2 separate regions of the Mus musculus genome follow, and region 2 is linked to region 1. A link is a contact called in public Hi-C data. All regions are on one chromosome and are shown on one strand. Each heading gives the region's core, a stretch centred on a gene start, on an enhancer-like site or on the middle of the called end of the contact. The rest is flanking DNA. Distances are from core to core; before and after follow the strand shown.

The links. Hi-C and Micro-C count contacts between places; a contact is called where the count stands out from the background.
Region 2: a Hi-C map of cerebellum shows a contact between it and region 1, with 2.4 times the contacts expected there. The contact joins the enhancer-like site here to the promoter of Gabrb2 in region 1. A contact is called at or near these places in 1 of 484 Hi-C or Micro-C datasets (cerebellum) and 3 of 9 other capture datasets (adipose tissue, liver and pancreatic islet).

The regions. Positions count from the first base shown.
Region 1 is chr11:42,418,483-42,425,984 of GRCm38.p6, reverse strand. Gabrb2 (gamma-aminobutyric acid (GABA) A receptor, subunit beta 2) reads right to left here and starts at 5,211. Exons shown (of 9, transcript NM_001362647.2): 1 at 4,559-5,211; 2 at 4,342-4,433; 3 at 3,337-3,404. The coding sequence starts at 4,635. It overlaps Gm34591 (a long non-coding RNA gene), which reads left to right and starts at 4,770. Exons shown (of 3, transcript XR_388590.4): 1 at 4,770-4,949.
Region 2 is chr11:42,466,831-42,473,805 of GRCm38.p6, reverse strand. All of the region lies in intron 3 of Gabrb2 (gamma-aminobutyric acid (GABA) A receptor, subunit beta 2), which reads right to left. Among named protein-coding and RNA genes, the nearest start is that of Gm34591, 49 kb to the right of the region's middle. Within about 2 kb of position 5,230, at least 3 of the 459 cell types and tissues checked have an H3K27ac peak or open chromatin away from gene starts, as enhancers often do. A contact at or near this core is called in cerebellum, where this site is marked.

The DNA.
Region 1 (7,502 bases), core at 3,962-6,461:
AATGAAGAAAAAGCTATTTTGGTCCATAATTCTCAGAGCCAAATTTGAATCGTAAAATGCACTTTTCATCAAAGAATCTTAACAAAAAGATTCCTGCCAATTTAACCAAGACATCTAAAAATATTTCATTCTAGAGCCAAGCTTCCTGCTTAGCGGCATCTGACTGAGATCATGGAGCCCAAAGACTTTCCATTGGGTGATGGTCACTCAAGCGGAGAACCCGCTACAGTGTCACCACCTTCCAAAGACCTCAGAATGACACACTGTTTAGAAATTTTGGACTTCTTTCAGATTTTTATCTATTTCAAAATTTCCCTGAAACTTTTATGTGTTCAACAACTGCTATAACAAGCAACTGTAGCTAGAGATACGTGTAACTTGTAGATGGAAGTCTCTTAATGCTTATTCTGTATCATTCAACCAGGAAGAAATGGAGCCTTAATGAGGTACATGGCTACTAAAAATGAACACAGGACAGCAGGGCTGTATGCTGGGTGTGATGAATGCTTGCCTGTTTTTTACCCCCTCGTTAAGTTAAATGCAACTAATGTCATTTTATTAATCCTGGTAGTTATCTGGGACACTAGAAAAAGAACTATTCCCTCCTTTGACAATTAAGGATATAAAGACCCTTAAACTTTGAATAACCACAGTGTGACCAAGAAATGGAGCTGGCACCGAGCACTCCTGATCCAGCTCTGGGTCTTTCTACAAATATCACCTGTTCTTTTTTTTAAAAATCCCATCAATACACACTTATATTGCTGCAGTTCAAATATGTGACTGGTCTGTGGAATGCCATTCTTGAAAGGCAGATACACAATAATAAAAGTTACAGCTACCAGAGACAATAGGTCACAAGCCATATGAACAAACAAGGGCATTAATCAACCTTGAGATTTCACTTAAATAGTTAAAAAAATCATTCTTTAGATAATAAATATAATCAAAACATCCTAACCCTGGTAGGCCTTTGCACTAGATACAATACAAGCCTCATAGTGAGTTACCAATGGGGGCCTGATTCATCTGTTGCTTCCAAGTGAATAACCATATTTTGAAACAAAATAGTAGTTATATGTGTTACAAAACTGTTTTGGAGGATTCATTTTAGGTCAGTAAGACTGGAAGCCCAAAGTGTGGCTGGACAAATGCACTGGTGTCAGCATTAAGCTAAGAAAGGAGTCTGGCTTGGAATTTTTCACACCTGCTTCAAATCATTAATGCTACACTGTTGTCCCATTTACAAGCTGACATTTATTTTTGCACTTTCGACATCCCATGACTTCTCTGCAACAGTAAATAGCTCAAAGTGATTACACCCTGCCTCAGCTGGATCTATATTTTGACTAGCAGGTCTTGGCATTGTGTCCACCTCTGATCCCACTCCAAAATGGTACATGCAGGGGGAAAAGGTCAGTTGAAGTTTCTGAAGAGAACAAAAGGTTTAACACTCTATGCCATGTAAGGATATAATACCCTCAAGTCATTTCCAACCTATTTTAGTTACCTGGAGTCATTTTGTGAGCATTGCTTTATCTCATAAATATTTTTCTATGAGATACTTTGTGATGTCTTTAAAAAGCAGTTAGTAAAATAAAGCTTTATTGGAAGAAGATGAGCAAAAAATTTAAAATAATAAATGAGATACAAGTCTGACCAAGCATATGTAGAAAATATAAAACCTTAATTGATTTCTATTTAACTTTGACATTAGAAATTCAATTTAGAGCCAAGTACCTGGGATTGTAGAGGTACCCAGGTTAGGACACAACTTCAACATATTCAAGTCATCCAATGTTATCTTTCTTCTGTGTTTGTGTATCATACAATAAAAATATTCCCAGTTATTAGATTATAAACTTTCTGTTATTAAACCACTGCTAAGTTAGTTGATGATCCCCCCAGAGTCTCTGAAAAATGCTCAGAATCTTATGATGCCTTTAGATTGTTATTGCCCAGCATCTGTAACTGATATGCTAGATGCCACTTTGAATTCTGGGAATATGAGAACTTCTGTTAAATTTAGGTGAGAGCCAGGCTAAATCCTAATACTTCAAATTTCTTGAGTTAATTAGTATGCCCTAAATTTTATGTCCCAATGGCTGGCTTAGAAGTGTTTGTATAAAAGCTTACACATTTCATCTCTGTCTTTAATTATTTGTCCAGTCTCAAGACAGGAAGACAGGAGGATGTCATAGAACAATATGAAATGGGCTGTGTGCTATCAGATCTGAAAGGACTGCTGGAATATTAAGGCTCACTTGATCTAGATACACTGCCAAGAAGAAAAGAGGAGAGGAGAGGAGAGAGGGAGGGAAACAGGGAGGAATGGAGGGAGGGAGGGAGGGAAGGAGGGAGAGAAGAAGGGAAGGGAACAGCGAAGGAGGGAGAGGAAAAGAGAGGGAAAGGGAGAGGGAGAGAGAGAATTTACAGGAGAAATGTCCCTGAGTTAACTGGGGGAATCTGGGACACTTGTCCTTGTCATGTTATGTCCACAGTGCTCCAACGTGGGCAGCAGGGGGCGCTCCTGCATGAAGCATACCCCCCCAAAAGTGCTTCCCTGTTGGAGAACACAGGTTCTTCTCACACCCCTCTCTCTCTTCTTATCCTTTGTCCAAAGACTGAGTGTTGCTGACAATAAGTTGTGTGTGCTTGGTACACATAATGATTAGTGTTGCAGGAGCAGTAAGAAAGTACACTTGGTATTAATCTTGCCTTTTTGGATAAAGACTGGCCAGTTTTTTATTTGATTTCAGTGGATTAGCAGAAGGGGTTAAAGGAGATGGAAGGTGGTGGGAGGGGCAGAGATGTCAAATGTCATTAAGTACTAGGAATCAATTTCCTAAAGCAACAAGTGGGCATCAACACCCCAGAACTAATTACTTAGTCACTCTGTGAGAGTTTAGTTTGTATGATAGACTTCCTGGTAGGTTTTTGTTTGGTTGTTTTATTTATTCATTTATTTATTTAGTCACATTTAAATGCTCCTTTTACCATGACTAAGCCCCAAACACAGAACTGTAACTCGACAAACTGAGGCTTTCAGGAAGCTGTGAGAGCCATCACTTCTGCAGGGGGCCTTCCAGCATATTGCTGCCTGTACAAGTGAATGTGTGAGATACTTTACTCACTCTGTATTGGATCCAAATTGGGAAAAGTGCAAAAAACCAGCAGTTGTTTTGTAATTACACATGCCATGAATTCCAGAGCAATATACTATTCTCCTGTCCCCACATTATACACATATTCAAACATACTCCACCCCCCCCAGCAACTGCACAGCCCCCACACAGTCCCCATTATAGAGACGTATCTATGAGCATTAATACTCACCATATTGACCTCAGAAACCATATCAATGCTGGCAATATCAATGTTCATTCCTACGGCCACAGGGGGACCTGCAAACCAAGATGGTCAGCCATGTGACTTCTCAGAACTTAGTCATTCATACGAAGAGTTGTCACTGGGAACTCTAAAGAAACCCCCTCTGTAGAGCTAATCCATATATTCATTACTTTCCCATATCTTTGCAGTATGAATGTGGGGATACTCTTCTAGGAATATGCACACATGTGCTGGTCAGACAATGTTGCCAGCTCTGTCTACACATGTTGATGTCTCAGCATGTGAATTCCTACAACTCACAGAGCCCTAGGGATTCGTGTAGATTGCATTGAAACCCCCTCTTTTTTTCCCCACCCACTTCTGTGTGTAGGTTTTAACTCTTTAATTCCATTAAGAGTCTGAGCAAAATTAAATGGCCACACTAGCATATCTGGGGCTCCAGGGAGAGATGCCCCTTTTTCCTCTGCTATCTTTATTCTCAATTCCCCAGAACCCCTTCTCCCCTATGCCATTCGCATATAGGGCTGGGTGGAATCCCGACATGAGCCACTTTAAACCATGGCCAGAACTCTTCTAAAGTAGATGGGCACAGAGAGTTGAAGCCACCTCTCAGCCAACCGCCTGCACACTGTGTCCTCAAAAATACTCACATTATAAGACATCCCCGGCTGGGCACACTGTTAACTAAACTTAAGAGGTTTGTATCTCAAGAAACCTCAGACTGGGAACAAAGATGTATCACGGTGAAGGAGAACGAGAGCGGTTACAAAGTCTGGTCACACTCTAAGGGGGTCTTCTTGAAAGACCTCTCAAGTGCTGGACAGAAACTGGCTTAAGTTTGGATCTGTTTCTCAGCAAGGTAAAATAGGAAAACATTCTATACATCACATGCGCCCACAACTAAGGAGAGGAAAGAGAGTGCACACAAAGCCCAAAAGACAGCTTGGGCTGGAGCTGGGCTGTTTCTTATTTGCAAGGCAATCCCATTACCTCCAAAATCTGGTCTCAGACGAATGTCATAGCCTTTCAACAGTCTGTCCACCGTCTCTTTAACCAGCGACATATTACTAGGGTCATTGACACTAAAGAAAAAAATGACAATAACCAGGAATGAATAAAGAAGACAGCACGGCATCTTCAACAGCCCTGCTCACAGAGAGGTATGCAGACAGAGCCCTGACAAGTGAGAAAGGAAAGGGACACTTACCTCTGAGCACAGACAGCGGCGATTATTAAGGGAAATGACCAAATCCCAAAGTAGCCCCTTTTCCGGACTCTCCACATCCCTTTAGGTTCTGGTGGGATTGAGGGATTCACTGAAGAGAGGAGATCCAACTTAGTCTGCCCAGTGCAGTAATTCTAATGTGGAGCGCATGCGCACGGCGTACCAAAACATCAAAGGGGCAGCGGCGGCTGCCGGGGACCGAGATTTCCTTGTTTAAAAAAATTAAAGGGGAAAAAGGAAAAGAAGCATATATATGTGTAATATGTACATGTTTGAATAATATTAAACTACTACCCCAGAAATGCATCCAGAGTAAAATCTTCGTTGGTTTTTTTTCTTTCTTTCTTTAAGACAAAAGCAACCAGAGCGTCTGGTAAGTTTCTGTTCTAGGAGGTAGTTGCACCTCACGACGTGGTGGGATTTTAGAGAGAGGGAGAGAGAGAGAGAGAGAGAGAGTGTGTGTGTGTGTCCCCTTAAATATTAAAAAGAAAAATAGGAGTAGGGTGTAGGGAGGAAGATTGGTTCCTGAAACCCTTCTCCTCCCGGTCTAAGCCAGTTGAAAGGGGCAAGGAGTTGAACTTTATTTCCTTAAGAATAGCAATCCCCTGCCTGGGACAAGCGGAGGAGGTGGGGGTGGGGTGGGAGCGCTAGGGGTGGGGAGGGGAGCAGTGGGAACCAGAGTCCGAGGAGGAGAAAAAAAACCAATGGGAGGAGTGCTGAGCAAACGTTGGATTTTGAGCGAGGGGGGGTGGGGGTGGGGAGTGGACTGTGAATATGAAAGAATCGGAATGGCTTTGAGAAGAAAGGGGAAGGATACAGGAATCCAAAGATGCTCGTTTTTCCTGGGAGTCAAGGGGCGAGCTTTTTCTTCACTACTCACGAGTGATTTCTTTCTCTTCCTCCTGCTCCCCCTTTGCCCCCTGTTCCCTGGGAAGAAAACCTCGGGGTCCTGGTTTCTGGCGCTGTGACGCTCCTGACCCGCTAGTCCAGCTATTTATAGCAGGAGGGGGAGGGGGCGAGGGGAGCAGTCAGGCAAAGGCTTCTCTGGGTTTGGGTCTGACTCTGCACTAGGAAATTATAAGTGGTCAGGATGAGGTGTGTGTGTGTGACTGAAGAACAAAAGAAGTGGGGGCGTGAGGGACAGAGGGTGACAGGCGTTCCAGCACAGGTGCGGGGCCAAAAGGCATCCAGTGCGAGGGCGGGTTGCGGGGTGGGATGCGCTCCTCTGGCCCCCCACGCCTCGCGGACGCACGCGCACCGCGCGCGCGCGCGCGCGCACACACACACACACACACACACACACACACACACACACACACACAGACACACACGAGACACGTGCATTCACAGTCCTTGCCACCCACCACTCCTTACCTCACCAGCAGGAGCTCGCCGCCCACTACTGTGGCCCAACGGAGCTGCACCACTGCCGCTCTGCTCTGGACAGTTGAAGCTGCACCTCTGCGTCCAAACCCAGTGGTTCACAGAAGACAGGCACAATGAAGGAACCCCGAGACCGTTTGAGCCACCAAATCACCTATCTACACACCACAATTTTCCCTCATCCCTTTCCTAGCCCAAGGGGACCCAAGGCTGCCCCCTTCCCTCCAGCTCCAGGCTCAACACGGACACCAGATCCAGACTCATTTCATAGGAAAAATCATTTCCTCTGCTTGGGGCTCGCTGGAGGAGGGGAGGAGTTGCGGGGGGGGGGGGGGGAAGAGGATGCCGAGAGCACCGGGACTGGGATGCCCTAGAGTCGTGTTCCTCGTTTTATCCTGAAGACAGGGAGGGAGTACAGCAGGTGCATCAACTACCCTGGCACTCTTTGATGAAGAGGTAGAAAGGCAGAACTCAACACTGGGTCCTGGACCCCAGTATCCAACCTAAATCTACTACTGAGCCTTGTCATTTACCGAGAGTCCCTACCATGTGCAGAAAGCCGCGCTTAAAGCAATATTAGCTCAAAGTTGACTCCTTAGTGACCCCATTTTACGGGTTTAGAAACTAGCACATCGATCGGAGGAACATGTCCAAGGTCATTTCTGTGGAGAAGGGTGGAAAGTGAGTTGTGCTTATAAAGCAGTGTTTCTAACCCTTAGACTAGACTACCTCAACTCTTAAAGTTCAGAACCTCACACTCTGCTAGCTCTCTGCTGCCACGCGGGGGACCTCCAAGCGCCCACTGCGCCTGTGGGATGGGAAAGCTCACAGATTACAACAGACTGGTGGTCCAGCAGGTCTCTCTGGTGAGAGCAGAGACCAGATCCCCAGGGATCGCAGCTAGCTTGGTGCTACAAGATTCCAACTGAAGGCTTTTTAGTCTCCACTGTGACCACGTTCAGCTTCCCCTTTTGACCCACATAGTACAAGACACCCCTACCCCCACTTCCATCCCCTTGCGCGCATCTCAGGAAATTAAGAGTTATTATTCTGGGGCAGTTTAGAGAGGTGACTCCAAGGGAACTGTGGAGAAGGGATGGTTGCCAGCAGGAATCTGATAGTTTCCCTAGGGCAGAAGACAAACCAAAGGGAAATAATCTGGGGAAGTTTCTAGGTTAAAGACAGGTAAAACATAGCACCATAAACACAGAGCAGATGCATCACTGCAGGACTATCTGCAAGGCTGGAGGCTTACATGAGAATGCGCGCGCACACACACGCACACAAACACACACACACACGCACACGCACACACACACACACGCACACGCGCACACACACACACACACACACACACACACACACACACACACACTCACGCACGCGCACGCACGCACACGCGCACACACGCACACACACGCACACACTGGTGTGGGGCAGAGGCACCTTTTGCTGACTTCCTTTTCTTTGCTCTTACAGTAATAGTAACATTCAAGACCAATGTAATGAAAAGAGAAAAATATGTTTCAATAACCAAAAGATT
Region 2 (6,975 bases), core at 3,981-6,480, 48 kb before region 1:
AGAAGAGGAGGAGGAGGGTGATCTCATAACAAGACTAGCAGTTTCAAGTAACCTGGACCCCCCAAGATCTCCCAGACACTAAGCTACCACCCAGGCAGCATACATCAGCTGATATGAGGCCCCTGACACATATACAGCAGAGAACTGCCTTGTCTGGCCCCAGTGGAAGAAGATGCATCCAACCCTCCAGACCCCAGGGAGTTGGGAAGTCTTGTGCTGTGGGTGGGAGGACATCCTCTTAGAGATGGGGGAAGAAATATGGGATGAGGAACAGTCAGAGGACTGGCCAGTAGGAGGATAGCAACTGAAAAAAAAAGAATAAAAAAATTAAAAAAAAAACAAAGAATAGAGAAATAGAAAGAAAGAAACAAACAAAGAAAAAACAAAACAAAGAAACAAAGAAAGAAACAAAGAAAGAAAAGACAGTCAAATAAAAGAATATGGAAAAGAAAATTTAAATGCTTCAAACTACCAACTCATCTTGAAAAACTTGAAAACAGGATTATTATTTTGGGAAATCACTGAATGTATGTTGACAGAACTCACAAATGAAGGAAAAGGGGTTTCTCTTAGTCTCAAAGAGAGAATAATTATAGCTAAGAAAATACAAAAATGTAATTGATCTACTCAATTGTGATAGAAATTCATAGTGACAATTCACCAAAAATTGGGAAGCCGAGAAACAAAATCTAAGAAGTTGTTATTTATTGATCACACTCATGGGTCACGATAGGACTAAGGTTTTGATGACTTGATTTCTTAAAACTTTCAGTGTGGTCTCTACTAAGAAAAGTATGCAGTCTCCCCTGAAAACTTGAAAACATCCTGTTTGTAGGGTATGATTATCCTCGGAAAAGCAGAGCACCTGTCTTTGGAACAAAGCAAGTCCTCTGTGTCAGTGGTCAAGGGACTCAAGCAAGCAGACGTTCTTACAAAGGAAATGGTTTCCTCATTCTAAGCCATAATCAAAGACACAATGACTGTCTTTACTAATGTTTATTCCTTAATTCTTACTTCCTCTAAAGATCTGAGCCAGTTTATTACAAGGCTTTTTTCCCAGAGGTGGTGTTTAGTCAAATACCACAGAAAGGACAAATATGATCAATCAGGGACTTTAGTGTCCTTCCTATGGCTAACTACTTTCAATCACTAAGATGCACATCAAACGTTAAAATCTGGTCTTATGTTTGATGACCTCCTATTTTAGCACATGTAGAAGGAATTTTTTGTAGACAAATTTCTATTTAATAGTTGCTCGAGGCAGAACTGTATACAAGGTAGTCGGGTTCTGTCCGTCATTTGTCTTATTTTCATTTTTTCTTTTTTTTAAAATATTTTTATTACGTATTTTCCTCAATTACATTTCCTTTGTCTTATTTTCTAAACAACAGTAAATGTATAATCACTCCATTCCTAATAGAAATGTAAGACCTGAAAAAAATCACGTAAACATTCAGTAAAATCAGTGTGTATCTATTTTAAAAAATTCCCTTTAACAAAATTGTGGTTAATATTATGTATTGAATCTTATGTCAAATGTATTTTAAGGCTTCTCTTTAAGTGCAACAATTTGTGTACCAGACATTTCATGAAAACACAAGTTAAAGATAACTTGGAAAATTTAATTATACATTAAGTATGGCTATGCAAGTAAAGGAGCTAGCTGGACCCTCTTAATACAGTCTTGTCAAGAGGCAAAGGCAGGAATATCAAATGTATGCAGCATTGGTGGGAGAGCAGTTACAGGGGCCTGGCTTCTATTCCCAAGGCACCATTCAGTCAGTCAATCAGGGCCACAGCATGCAATCAGAATTCTGTGTATGACCATTATCCCCATATTCTCTTCAATGATTTTTCTTTAATAGGCATATTATTTCTGAAACGTGATCACTATGAATTTACTAGGATCATATGATAAATCAGTTTGTCACTTAGACATCAATAACTTTCTATCTCCCCTAAGTAAAATTACAAATGACAGTTTGAAAATATCACCCACTTCTACCCATAACACCTTGCTCTTAGAAAAGTGTTCTGTTTCTCTATTTTTCTGCCAAGTAGAACAATATTTATCTACAGACAAAACAGACAAGCTAATAAACCAGTTATTCCATCTAAAGCTGGTATTATCCATGATTATCTTTAATCCATTCAAGAAAAACTAATAAAAACATGGTTTAAAGTCTTATCTGAAGTTTAGGCACAACCTGATCTGATGGATTCTGAGGACAGAGCTATTCATGAATGCTCTGTCCTTAGTAAGCCCCTGAAATTCATAGTGGTAACAGTACTGAGCCAAAGAATATATCTATCTTCCCTGTCTCACGAGCAAATAAATGCTCAGGTAGGCAGTGGTATGAAATCCTTGAATCTTCATAGGAAAGCTGATTATTATAGCAGGGAGATCTCTGAGCTTCAAGCCTATAATTCTGCCCTGAACTTTTGGATACTTGAAGTCATGGTGAACCCTCACAAAGTGTTACATTTCCAAATCTCAGATTCCTTCATTGTCAAGCTCTTCCTGTGCAATAACCCTGTCAACAGGATAGCGTACACATTCAGCATTGTACCTTTCAGGGATGCAGGTCCTCAATTAGCAATGTGAACACATATCTCAAGATGATGCGCATGTGTGTGCTTTGGATTCAGTGATTTAGAAAATATGACAGCATGCCTTAGCAATTGAGGCCTTCCAAAATGACATTAAGTGCATGACACTGTCTTGGCTATGTTGCTTTGTTTGTTTCACATAGTAGGGCCAATTGTGATATTCACCCAACAAATGACTCAGCAAGTAAAGGTGCTTAGTGCTATGTCTACAGTAACAGTGTGATTCTGAGACCCACATGGTTGAAGGAGAAAATCTACACTATGTTGTCCTCTGACCATGCATGTTTACCATGGCAAGCATGCACACCTGCTTCCCTACACAAACATGCACTCACACACATACAGACACACATGCATGCACACCAACACAGGCATAATGCAATAAATAACTGTATTAAAATTACTATTTTTCTTTCTTAAGATTATCTCATGATGGAAAGGAATGTCTTTAACTCTTCAATATGTTTGTTCAGAATCTCCTTTCTCTATATGATTGCATCTTGGTGCAATGTGAAAGATATGGGGATGCCTTCTCTCCTAACTTGTGTAAAATCTTTAAATCCTGGCCTTAGAGAACAAAACTCCAGAGCAATGGGCAGGATGACATAATTTCATTTTTAAAAGATCTTTTAGGTACCTATATATGAGGAATATTTATGAATAATCCACCACATATACATAAAATGTCCAATGATGATGTCTATCCTAATGTAATTTTTGTTTGTTGGTTTTCGTTTGTTTGTTTTGCTTTGATAAACTCTCTTTCAAAAAGCAACTTGAGGTGGTTTGTGGTTTGCATGAGACTGGTCCCCTAGGCTTATGTGTTTGAACATTTGGTTTGCACTTGATGGAACTGTTGGTCTTGTTTGAGAATGAGTGTCATTGTGTGTGAGCTTTGAGGTTTCCAAAGATTTTGCACCATGCTAAATATGATCTTTCTCTGTCTCTTGCTTGTGGGTCAAGATTTGAGCTTAATACTGCTCTTGCCACCATGGTTTTGTTGTGCCATCATGGCCTCTAAGCCTCTAAAATTGTAAGCCCAATAAAATCCTTTGTTTTATATATTTCCTTTGTCATGGTGTTTTGTCGGCAATTAAAGTAACTAAGAAAGGAGAAAAGGGCTCATTTCATCTTATGGCTTACAGTCTAGCATAAAAGAAAGCCTTACGAGATTTCAAGGCAGGACCCTGCAGATGAACAATAATCTTGACCAGAAACCTTGAAGGATGCTGCTTGCTAGCTAGCTCCCTGGCTTGTGTTTAACAAACTTTTTAGTGTAGCCAAGTCGCATTTGCCTAGGGGTGGCACCACCAAGACTCACTAGGCCCTCCCAAATTAATTGCAATAAAAAAAAAAATACCTCATAGACATAGTTTCAGGTCAATCTGATGGAGGTAATTCTTCAGTCCTCCCAGGTAACTACTGGTTAGTATCAAGTTGACAGCTGAAGTTAATACTGATAATAGTCAAATAAAAAAATCTAGAAGACTTTTACTTTGATTTTAGTATATTTTTCCATATTTAATCTCTCTTTACAATGGATTTTGAAAGCCAGGCAGTAGGTAAAAGTCACTAGACTCAAATAGAATTGAATTTTATAGAATTTCTACATATATTGTTAATCTGGACACTGTGTTCCAAACAATAGTTCGAATAACATGTTTCTCAATAAAATTGTATCATGTGCAAAGTGTGTTATTGAAATACTACATTCATCTTTGTTGCCATAAAGATGCAAAATGCTTTATTATTTTAGGGTCAAACTAAACAAAGTTAAGTGGTTTCTATACTGGAGGAATTAACATTTTCAAAGAATATTTTGGTAAAGAATGTAAATTTCAACAAGCATGATCCTTCCTAGTTTGTCATTTTACAGAAGTGCTTCTGAGGTAGGTAGCAAGATTCTATTCATTCCTGCTAGTCTTCGCCTGTGAACTTTACCAATAAAAGTTTCACTATATTTATTTATTTATTTATTTATTTATTTATTTAGTTAGTTAGTTAGTTAGTTAGTTGTAGTGCCAAGGATGACTAGAGGATCTAGTATGAGATCACTATTGAAACAATAATCCTGAATGAGTATCAGAAAGAATTCAATTATATATATATATATATATATATATATATATCCATAGAATACTAAGTAGGTGAAATCAGAGCAAATCAATTGGCAAAAAGTATTCCATAAGAGTTTTAGGTGTGGTCATGCCTGATCTACATTATAAGATTAAAAATTAAAGTAAATAAAAATGCCTTTACAATGAATAAACCTCAAATGCTGTAATTCAGGACTCTGAATTCAGAACTCTGGCTAGGAAAAAGCTCAGACTCAGAAAAAATTTGTGAAATTTTAATAGTAACATAACCATAAATATGTTTTAATAGAAAGACAGAAATCATTGCTACTGTAACACACAGCATAAAACAACCCAGAAATAGACTATGTGTTTGCCTATAAGAAAATACAGATTAATGTTAGAATGATGGAATTATTACGAAAGTATTTTTTTCTCAACCTGACTCTTTAAAGGAAGAATTCTTTCTCTCAAATCCATGACAGATGGTAACCCAAATTCTGCTTGGATACTTCCAGTAATGAAATCTCTACCTGGCAAAGCCGACACTGCACTGTTGGGTGGATAAGACTGGAAGAAAGCTGTTTCCTTGTGATTTTCACCCTCTGGTGTACACAACATTCATTCTCCCTTTGAAAAGTAGTTGATGTGTAATTTGAGACAGTTTGCATAAATTTAAGGCGCAAAGATAAAATGAATGAAAACAGTAGCATAATGAGACTTTATATCCTGTGGATGTTTCTACATACAGCTGTAAGGGATCACTCCTCCATGGAGAAACGACCTCTATTTGAAGGACAAATGTGAGAGTCCTAGATGCGATCAGTTTGGAAAAGATTCATGCAAGAATCAATGTTGGTCACCAAATCCCTTTCTTCATGCTGTATTGTCTTATAGGCAACGAAAAATAATTTTTATCTAACCAGTTTTATGGATATATTGGGCTGTATATAACACCAACATAGCTTTAAATCCTGCGAATATCACAAGAAGTTTATGCAGGTCAGCATCTATTATCAACTGGAGTGTCTTCATCCCAACTCTACTGTCATCTGCTCTCTTACCTGAACAAGAACTCATCACATCTTTTCTTGTTTCTGAGAAATATTCACCAGACATTTATTTACCACAGTATTTCCTCAAAATATGTTTTTTTTTGCATTTTATTTTCTATTGTAAATTTATTTCAGTATTGGTCTAGAGAGTTCACTACAGATTTAAAATGCCAGAATGATGTTTCTGCAAGTGTTTTACTGTCAGTTTGACACAGCCTATAATTCCCTGGAAAGACACTCTGAATAAAAAAACCTTCTATATTGACCTCTCGGCTTAATGGGAGGGTTGTCTTAGTTAGCTGATTAATTGATTCATTGATTAATTGATGTGGGAATAGCCCCCCTAGTGCTCCTAGCAATGTTACCTAGATATGGTGTCCTAGACAACTTAAGAACAGAGAAAGTATAAACAAGCAAATGAGTGCATATTCATTCATTCTTTCCCTGTTCTTGAATGTTGCTGTGATGGGACTAGCTGTCTTAAGCTCCCACTGCAGGGACTTCCATGCAGTGCTGAACTATAACATGGGGATGGGAGCGAAACTAAACCTTTACTCATCTAAGTTCCCTTTTCAAAGTATTTTATTACAGCACCAGAGATTAAACTTGGAGGCCATATCCCAATCGATGTTTTCTGAATATTCCACTTCATTAATTCCCGTGACTTCTAGGGTCCCTACCACCTAGACTTTGTCACAATTTCTCTTGTCTCTATCACTCTTTCCTTACTGTCGCCTTTCAATCAGTTCCTGTTCACTCTTTAGGACCTACATCATATGGCATGTGATAGAGGAAACTGCATTTAATGATGGGTTCTACAGCTTTGTTGTTTTCTCTGTTGCCTGTATTCAACTCTAAGTTAGACATCTTCCAACACACTGTGGTGATAACTGGATATTTTCCCTGGAACAGTGTTTATTAGGTCACAGTGCCTTATGTGCTTTCTCTTCCAATACCTTATAAATTGTACAAAGTTGGGATCATGCTTTAAGTATGCAGTCTATATTACCACTGTCGGAAAATGGCAGACAGTAAGAAATTAATAGTATTGTCTGGGAATAAATCAGTAAAAAAAAAAAAAAAAAAAAAAAGCTGAGTCCAGTTTTCTGGCTTTGGCTTGGTTGCATGTCTATTTTTAAGGAAAGAAATCATAGAATTGTTTGGTCATATTTCAGTTCAAATATACCTGCTGAGAACTCCCCTGACTAAACACAATCTGCAGTTATGTACTATTA